Linked DNA regions of Mus musculus: region 2 is linked to region 1. The links are chromatin contacts, called in public HiChIP or PLAC-seq maps. All regions are on one chromosome and are shown on one strand. Each heading gives the region's core, a stretch centred on a gene start, on an enhancer-like site or on the middle of the called end of the contact. The rest is flanking DNA. Distances are from core to core; before and after follow the strand shown.

The links. HiChIP or PLAC-seq counts read pairs in DNA pulled down with a chosen protein or histone mark.
Region 2: an H3K4me3 HiChIP or PLAC-seq map of bone marrow-derived macrophages shows a contact between it and region 1, with 7 times the contacts expected there. The contact joins the enhancer-like site here to the promoter of Rfxank in region 1. A contact is called at or near these places in 13 of 39 promoter capture datasets (the 3T3-L1 cell line, 3T3-L1-derived adipocytes, the HPC-7 cell line and 8 more), 1 of 15 datasets of contacts at CTCF or cohesin (pro-B cells), 17 of 484 Hi-C or Micro-C datasets (the Ba/F3 cell line, CD4 T cells, CD8 T cells and 9 more), 12 of 115 datasets of contacts at active chromatin or transcription factors (bone marrow-derived macrophages, double positive thymocytes, embryonic limb bud and 7 more) and 3 of 9 other capture datasets (adipose tissue, liver and pancreatic islet).

What each region holds. Positions count from the first base shown.
Region 1 is chr8:70,137,126-70,141,854 of GRCm38.p6, reverse strand. Rfxank (regulatory factor X-associated ankyrin-containing protein) reads left to right here and starts at 2,658. Exons shown (of 9, transcript NM_011266.2): 1 at 2,658-2,934; 2 at 3,632-3,826. The coding sequence starts at 3,640. It overlaps Gm45929 (predicted gene, 45929), which reads right to left and starts at 2,356. Exons shown (of 9, transcript NM_001310055.1): 1 at 2,083-2,356. It overlaps Borcs8 (BLOC-1 related complex subunit 8), which reads right to left and starts at 2,356. Exons shown (of 6, transcript NM_001145552.2): 1 at 2,083-2,356. The coding sequence starts at 2,119.
Region 2 is chr8:69,865,509-69,870,237 of GRCm38.p6, reverse strand. Pbx4 (pre B cell leukemia homeobox 4) reads right to left here. Exons shown (of 8, transcript NM_001024954.2): 5 at 3,635-3,770; 6 at 56-209. Among named protein-coding and RNA genes, the nearest start is that of Gm33746, 16 kb to the left of the region's middle. Within about 2 kb of position 2,282, at least 40 of the 459 cell types and tissues checked have an H3K27ac peak or open chromatin away from gene starts, as enhancers often do. A contact at or near this core is called in 3T3-L1-derived adipocytes, bone marrow-derived macrophages, liver and 2 more, where this site is marked.

The DNA of each region.
Region 1 (4,729 bases), core at 1,409-3,908:
ATAAGGGAATTTTAATAAGTATTTAATAATTTAATAAGTATTTATTTTATTTTGAGTTATGTGTATGTATGTAAGTGTCTCTGCATGTGACTGAGTGCCAGTTTGAGGCTAGAGCTGGATTGACGGGAGGTTGTGACCTGTTCATTGTGAATGTAGGAACCAATCACATTGAGCTTAGGCATCTGTAAGATCACTAAGCACTCTTAACCACTGAGACAATTCTCTAACATTTAAAAAAAAAAAAATTGGATCTCCAGCCCAGGCTAGACTTTAGTTTTCTTTTTCTTTTTCTTTTTTTTTTTTTTTTTAAAGATTTATTTATTATATGTAAGTACACTGTAGCTGTCTTCAGACACTCCAGAAGAGGGAGTCAGATCTCATTACAGATGGTTGTGAGCCACCATGTGGTTGCTGGGATTTGAACTCCGGACCTTCGGAAGAGCAGTCGGGTGCTCTTACCCACTGAGCCATCTCACCAGCCCCCTAGACTTTAGTTTTCTGTAAGCAAGAATGACTTTGAACTCCTAATCTTCCTGCCTCCATCTCCTGAGTGCTGGGACTGCAGATGTGTGACACCATACCTAGTTTATTCAGTGCTGGACATATAACCCAGGGTTTCATGCATGCCAGGCAACACTCTGCCAGCTAAGGCCCACCCACATTACACTCCTGATTGTTCAATCTCTGAGCCCAACAGGAGTTAGAGAGGAGCCGCCAGGGTGCACCACTTTAACTGTCATCTGCAGGTCCAGGGATGGTCTCTAGACAGCAAGGCCTAACTCAAGGGGGCATCAGCAAACACATGAACTCACAATCTTCTCTCCCCAGACCCACTTTCAGAGGACATTGGTGGATGGTACTAAAGCCACTGACAGCTTCCCTCCCCCTTTATAACTGGAGCATACTGGAGAGCAGTATGGAACATCATACTAGAATCTAGTAGCTCTGGATTCCCTGTAACTCACTGTGTTGACTAAGCTGTCCTTAACTCACAGCAATTCCTCTGCCTGCCTTTGCCTCCCAAGTGCTCCCAAGGGAAGAGAAGCATGTACCACCATATCCAGCTGCCCAGAGGATGAACACAGAACTCAAAGGTGCCTAAAGTCCACAATCTCGTGAGGCCTCTACTCTGTGGCAGGAATGATGTGGAAGGCCACGTCCCTTGCTGTGTGGGAACAGCTCTGAGGTATATCACAGGCCCTGTTCCAGAAACATGCCTGCTAAGGCTGCCCTCTGCAGAATCCATTCAAGTTCCTGTTAAGCCTGTTTCCTTTACTCCAGAACTCATGTTCCTACCACAAGTCAACTGCACCAAAACCATCATCCCAGGGTAGACTTTGACCAACAGCTTTCCCAGTCAGGAAATCTCTATTCTTCCTGCTCCATCCATCAAGGATCCTGTTGCTTCCAACTTCAGTCCCCTTCATCCCCCACTCCTTCCTGTATCAGACAAGCTCTGACCAGGCTAATGGTGGCAGATGACACCAACTCCTCTTACCACGCAGGGCTCCCATCAGCTAAAGAAAATAATCTACTTATCTGGTCCTTAATATATTTTGCAGTGTCGGGGATCAAACCCAGAGCTTTGAATGCGCTGGTCAAAGTGTTTACGACTGAGCTAAAGCCCCAGCTCTTCTCTCGAGATTTGAGTTTCAATGTGCAGACCAAACTGGCCTTCAATTTCTTGTCTCTTGAGAAGAGAGGATTAGAGTATTGCGCCACCAAGCCCACATACTCCTTTACGTATTCACAGGCTAAAAACCACATTACACTGAGCAGGGACCTGGATGGATTCTGCTTTTAATTCCAACTCTCAGAAGGCAGAGAGGTTTGAGACCATCCCGGTCTACACAGCGAGTTCCAATATAGCCAGGGTTACATCCCGGGACCTTATCTCAGAAGTAGAAAAGAGCCTTTTCCTGCCCGGGATCATTATACATCACAACACCTCCCGGCGGGAGACACCGGCCTCCCTTTTCCATCGAACCCCGCAGGCCGGGAGGTCTACGGCGGCTCTTTGTCATGTACCTTCCCGCGTTGCCCTCTCTAGGCCCCTCCAACCCCTCTAGGGTCCCGCAACACCTTTCTTTCCCTTCAGCTGCATCTCAGGTTCTTCCATAGTGAAGGCAGCCAGCAGAGCCCAGAAACCGGAAGCGGAAGTCGGGAGGTTGAGACGTTTAAACGTTCAGGTATGGGTTCTGGCGTCCTGTGCGCTGGCTCCTCTTACGAGGTAACTTCTATTCAGACACGAGATAGACGGAAGGAGGCAGTCCTATGCGAGCGTGTCGGGAGGATAGAGATTTCTTGATGTTATAGTATGCCTCGTCAAGGACTCCCTGCTACACGTACAGATAATTCTCAGGGACCAGGGCAGGGAAATTGTTATGGACAAAGTAACAATAATATTCGGTCTCTTTAAATTTGACAAGTCCCGCCCATGTGTCTCCGCCCCGTGGGGCAAATGCTCCGCCCTCCCACCGTCTGTGGATCCGATTGGGGCAGACAGGAGGGGGCGGTGCATGGGGCGGGGAAGCGCACGCGCAATAAAATCTTCAGCGAGTCTAAGGCTCCTTCAGCCCTTTAGGAAGGATAGCGTGCGCATGCGCCACTGTACCCATTGGCCTCAGCGGAAGCCACGCTCCTCCCTCCAGTCTTAAAGCGCTAGAAGCAGCTTCGGGTTTTTATTTTTTATTTTTTGGTACTTTTGCAGGGCAAGGGTGCGCAGGCGCAGTGGAGGAGTTTTCCAGTAGGAGTAGTCGTCGCGTATTAAGTTGCTGCTCTATGTCCCAGGAGAGGAAGCTAGAGAACTGAGCGTCTGGTCACCAACTTGCTCTTTACGAGATCTACTGAACCAGAAAAGTTTGTGAACAGAGCTTCCTGAGTTTTGGAAGACCAAGGCTGGCAGCGTAGGGACACAGAGGAGGCTGGAGGGAGGTGAGTGGATCTTACACGTCGCATCTTTTGTTGAGTCCTAAGTCATTTTGGGGGATTCCGGCCCAAATAACCACAGTGGGACATTGATAAGTTTGACATTAGTATCTCTCTATGATGTTTTCTGATATGACCTCTCTGAGGCCTTACATCTTCACCTTATTAACGAGGGAATGAGGCTCAGCTTAGTCATAGACTAGGTTTTTATAGCTTGTAAGTGATTGGAACCCAGACTGCTGCCAGAACCCTCATTTTATTGCCTTGGCTTCTGGTGTTAATTTATTAACAATGATATTTATCTAAAGCCACAGTTTTCCCGGCGTCATAAAGCAAGGCTCAATATGCAGACCATGGCTGTCCTGGAATTCACTATTTAGACTAGGCTAGTCTTGAACTCAAAGGGATCTACCTGCCTCTGCCTCCCAAGTACTAGGACTAAAGGTGTGCACTATCATGCCCCACCTAACCAAGCTCCAGCCCCAGATAAGAACTCATTTATTCATTTATTTTGTGGGCAGGCTGTGCTGTGGGTTTGGTGTGGAGGTCAGAGGACAATTTACCAGGGTCAGTTTTTTCCCTCCACCCTGTGGGTTCCTGGAATCAAAATTGGGTCATCTGACTTGGTGACAAGCGCCTTTACCAACTGAGCCATCTTGGGGACCACGAGATTTGGCTAATTACTGTCATCTCTTCACTCCAGCTTCCTCCATGGAGCCCACTCAGGTTGCAGAGAACCTTGTCCCAAACCAGCAACCTCCTGTTCCTGACCTAGAGGATCCTGAGGACACCAGAGATGAGTCCCCAGAGAACTCAGACACTGTCGTCCTCAGCCTGTTCCCCTGCACCCCAGACGCTGTGAATCCTGAAGCAGATGCCAGTGCATCCTCACTGCAGGGTGAGAACCACTCTGGGCTCTGGTGAGGGAGACTGTCAAGTTCCAGACCACATCTCTGCTTTCATCACTCTTCCCCTCCACCCTCCTAGGTTATTTTTATTGTCGTGTATGTGTGTGTGTGTGTGTGTGTGTAATATGGTACATGTATGTAGAAGTATATATAAAATATATATTCCTGCTGGGCGTGGTGGCGCACGCCTTTAATTCCAGCACTTGGGAAGCAGAGGCAGGTGGATCTCTGAGTTTGAGGCCAGCCTGGTCTACAGAGTGAGTTCCAGGATAGCCAAGGCTACACAGAGAAACCCTGTCTCAACCCCCCCCCAAAATATATACATATATATGTGTATATATATGTATGTGTACATATGTGTGTGTGTGTGTGTATTCTTTAAAGATTTGCCAGGTATGGTTGGCACATAACTTTAATCCCAATACTCAAAAGACAAAGGCAGGTAGTCCCCGGAGTTCTAGGACCACCAAGACCTCATAGAGAACCCTGTCTTCAAAAGGGTGGTGGGGGTGGGCAGAGTGACAGCTGAGTTGTTTAGAGAACTTGTTCTTTCAGAGGGCACAGGCTCATGAAATTTTATAGTTGGGAAAGTTTTTCTCTATCATAATAGTGTTGTAAATGATTTAGAAAGTAAAGCGTTGGTTTCCCCGGGGATAAGGTCATGCTAGTGACCCCATCTCTAGGGATGGTTTCTTACCCTTATTCTCATTTAAGATCTTGGCCTAGGCTACCAGGCCAAGAACATGTAAATAAGAAAAGGAATAAGAGCCGGGCCGTGGTGGCACACACCTTTAATCCCAGCACTTGGGAGGCAGAGGCAGGAAGATTTCTGAGTTCGAGGCCAGCCTGGTCTACAAAGTGAGTCCAGAACAGCCAGGGCTACACAGAGAAAC
Region 2 (4,729 bases), core at 1,033-3,532, 270 kb after region 1:
TTAGGTCCCACCTAACCTCACAGAAAGCTTAAGTTAAAGCCAATGGCCTCGTCACCTGGGCTGGGTGTGGACTGGCAGCTGCTCTGACCCCTGGGACGCCGGGCCTTGGTGACTGTGGATGCTTTCCCTGTGTACATGGTGGCTTCTTCCTGAAACTTCCCTGTATTCTTTTTGTACCGGATTCTTTTGTTGCCAAACCAGTTAGAGACCTGTGGATAGATGGACCGACAATGACATTGTTCTGGTGTGGGCCATGCTGGGGACAAACCGTATGAAGACTCGATTAGAGACCTTTCCTCTCAGGGGCTGATCCAGATGGCTTAAAGGTGCCAAGTTTGATGACCTGAGTTCAATTCCGAGGAGCCACACAGTGGCAGGAGAGGGGAATAACTGCTAAAGCTGTCCTCAGATCTCTCCATTTCTTCAGTGACAGGCACCACACACGCACAGTGATCGATGCACGGATTGGTGCAAGAGGAGACTGCACACACGCGTACACCCCCCACAAATAAATACACAAATATAAAAAATAATAATACCAACTCTAGTACAAACAAACAAACAAACAAAATGGTACCAGCTTAATAGCTCATACTTGTTAGCATAGACTCTGAGAGGCTGAAGCAGGAGGACTGCTGTAAATTCAAGGCCAGCCTAGGCTGAAGTGAGATCCAGCTAAACAACTTCACCCAATTGAACAAAACAGGGAAAAGGCCCCAGGTAACTGCAGGGCTCTGTCCTGTCCTGCAGGGAGGGCCACACCTCCACCAGGTGCTTAGTGCTCTCTAAGGTGCTTTCATTTTGTTAGATGTGCTTGCGTGCTTTGCCTGCATGCATGCATGTGCATGTGTGCCTGTGCATGTCTGGGGCTGCTAGAGGTGGGAAGAGGGCATGGGACATCCTGGAACTAAAGTTAAAGATGGCTGTGTGCTGCCATGTGGGTGCTGGGAATTGAACCCAGGTAGTCTAGAAAAGCAGTTGGTACTCTTTTTTTTTTTTTTTTTGAGACAGGGTTTCTCTGTGTAGCCCTGGCTGTCCTGGAACTCACTTTGTAGACCAGGCTGGCCTGGAACTCAGAAATCCGCCTGCCTCTGCCTCCTCTGCCTCTGCCTCTCTGCCTCTCTGCCTCTCTGCCTCTCTCTCTGCCTCTGCCTCTGCCTCTGCCTCTGCCTCTGCCTCCTCTACCTCCTGAGTGCTGGGATTAAAGGCGTTCGCCACCATGCCCAGCGCAGTCGGTACTCTTAACTTCTGAGCCAGCTCTCTAACTCCACTATAGTACCATGACTACGTCTATGACGATGTCTATGACAATGACCACTACTACTACTTTCCTCCTCCTCCTCCCCCTCCTCTCCCCCCCCCCCAGAGTTTCTCTGTATAGCCCTGGCTGTCCTGGAACTCTCTGTGTAAACCAGGTTAGCCTTGAACTCACAGAGATGCCTGTCATCTCCTGATGGCTGGGACTGAAGGGATGCTCTACCAGGCCCAGTCCTGTATTTTCTTTTTGACATAAGGATCTAACTGTGTTACCCAGATGGACTGGATTCCTGGGTTCAAGTGACCTTCCTCTATAGCTTGGACACAGGCTACTCAACTCTTCATGGCTCTAGACAAAGATCAGAGTTTCAGTGTGGATTTGAGCACTGCTGAGAGGGTTCAGTGGCCGGCAGGAAACTCATCTCCACAGAGAGACCCTACCTCACCCTTGGCTCAGCTGCCCTTGGGGTTTCCTCAGCCTGAGGTGCCCTAATGGTGTTTCCTTTCTCTTGACTTCTGCTGAGGTGCACCTCATGGCCTACTCCTCTGTACCCCAAATTCAAAACCTCTCTTAACTAATATGGCAGGCCACTTTAGTAGATCCTGTCACCGACTAGGGGATGTGACAAAGTGGAGTGAAGCTTCTAGCACAGGGCCCAGGTCACCCAATAGGAGTGGCCCTGGATGTAGCAGGGCCTTTGAACCTTGCTTACTCTGTTCCCTGGAGGACCTGGCACCAGCAACATGGTGCCAGGGGCAGAAGGGTGGGGTGATCTGCCTGTTGTTCACACTGTCCATAGTGCCCAAGCTCCCAGGCTTACACTCTGACCAGAGGTGCAGACCCTGCCCTCAGCTCTGGCCTTGTGAGGACGTCCGACTGCTCCCTGAGGAATAGGACCCTGGGCTCTGTCACGGAGACATAACTAGAACAGCCTGGGCTGAGGGCAGTGCCTAAGGGCAGGACACTCACCCTTTCCAACTGTGAAGCAAGGAGGAACATGGCATGTGACAGGGCTGCAGTGACTAATGTCAGAGGAGCTGTGGCTGAGTGACCCCATGCTGCAGCCTGTGGGGCTTGCACTCCTGGCTCCAGTGCTGGCCCTGCCTTCCCGCCACTCACTCTGAAACTTCAGGAATGTTCTCTTAGCACTATGGCCTCTAGTCACTCTCTCCTTTGCCTCCAATTCCAAGAAAGGCAAAGGTGATTGTTGCCAAACAGGGTCAGGTTTCTCACTCACCCAGCAGAGCTCATACTACATATCTGTCCTGCTGCAACCACACGGGTCCCAGGAGCCTGAGCTGCCAGTCTCCTAGAGCTCACACCAGCACCTTGAGGTGCCATGACACTCTCGCACTCCTCTTCTAGGAGAGGGAGCAGAGTCCCCACCAAAATTCTAATTCACAGCGCAGAGCCGGGATTGGAGCAGAGCCAGGCTGAGGCACCTGACCAGGGCCACACAGTAAGGAACTTCCCCACGGGTCCTCCCCACACAGTAAGGAACTTCCCCATGGGTCCTCCCACACAGTAAGGAACTTCCCCACAGGTCCTCCCCACACAGTAAGGAACTTCCCAATGGGTCCTCCCACATAGTAAGGAACTTCCCAATGGGGTCCTCCCACACAGTAAGGAATTTCCCCATGGGTCCTCCCACACAGTAAGGAACTTCCCCATGGGTCCTCCCACATAGTAAGGAACTTCCCCATGGGTCCTCCCACACAGTAAGGAACTTCCCCATGGGTCCTCCCACACAGTAAGGAACTTCCCCACAGGTCCTCCCCACACAGTAAGGAACTTCCCCATGGGTCCTCCCACACAGTAAGGAACTTCCCCACAGGTCCTCCCCACACAGTAAGGAACTTCCCAATGGGTCCTCCCACACAGTAAGGAACTTCCCAATGGGTCCTCCCACACAGTAAGGAACTTCCCCACGGGTCCTCCCACATAGTAAGGAACTTCCCCACGGGTCCTCCCCACACAGTAAGGAACTTCCCCATGGGACCTCCCACACAGTAAGGAACTTCCCCACGGGTCCTCCCCACACAGTAAGGAACTTCCCCATGGGTCCTCCCACACAGTAAGGAACTTCCCCACGGGTCCTCCCCACTCAGTAAGGAACTTCCCCACGGGTCCTCCCCACACAGTAAGGAACTTCCCCACGGGTCCTCCCCACACAGTAAGGAACTTCCCCATGGGTCCTCCCCACACAGCAATAACTTTCCCAGGAGTCTTCCCTCCTCCCATATTAACAAACTTTCCTAGGAGTCCTCCCCATACATTAAGTAACTTTCCCAGGAGTCTCCTTCATACATTATTAAGTAACTCCTCCAGGAGTCTGAGGCCCCACCCCCACCCCATCCCCGGGGCAGAAGGGCTCACCTGGGACACTGTGATGCCACCCTTCCTGGCCAGCTCTTCTTTGGTCTCTTCACTGGGGTAAGGGTTGCTCAAATGGGAATAGAAATATTCATTCAGCACGTCTGTGGCCTGCTTGCTGAAATTCCGCCGCTTGCGCCTACAGACAGAGATGCCCAGTCTGCAGTGCTTCCCTGCTGGGGTAGAGTCACATCTCTCATGTCCCTAATCTCCTGTGCATGTACAGGCCAGAGGTGGGTGGGTGCCTGTGTCCTCCATCACTCTCCATCTTCTTTCTTTGAGGTGTGGTCTCGCACTGAACCTGGAGCTCACTCACTGGGCAGAGGTGATCAGCAGGCCTAGGGACCAGCCCGTCTCCATGTTTCCAGTGCCTGGGTTGCAGCAGCTCCTGGCTTTAAAAAGTCTTTGTGTGTGTGTGTGTGTGTGCATGTGTGAGTGTATGTGTGTGTATGTGTCTGTGTGTAAGTGTCTGTGTGTGTAGAAGTGTGTGTGTGTGTATGTGTGTGTTTATGTGTGTCTGTGTGTGTGTGTGTGTGTGTGTATGTCTGTGTGTGTGCACACACCAGAGACCCAGATGAGAGGACAAAGAGAACACTAGCTCTGTGTGCCTGTCCAGAGCCTCAGAGAAGCCAAGACTGCAGCTTCCGGGGACCTGGCTCTGCCCCCAGGCTGTGGTTGTCGGTCCTTAAGCAGCTCTGTCTGAGCACCTTATGTACTCTTTGCTTGACTTTGCTCTCTCCCAGCCTTGCCATTTCCCCTCTGAAAATAGTATATAGGGTGATGTACTTCTGAACAAACTCTCTTAGCAGAAGTCGTCACTTATGCAAGGTCTCCTGGTCCCAGCTATTGCTTATCTCCTCTCGACCCTCCTACTTAACACTTCAACATTTAGAACCCTTATTCCTGCAGGTTCAGGTCATTTCTGGGATCAAATTCAGGTTTTGAGACTTTTGCAGCAAGTTCCTTTACCCCCTGCACCATATTGCTGGCCTATTTCTGGCTTTTTATGTGGGTGCTGGGTGTGCAAACTCAGGTCCTTCTGACTGCACAGCGAACACTTAACTGAGTGAGCAATCCCGGTCAATCAGGGGCTTTACA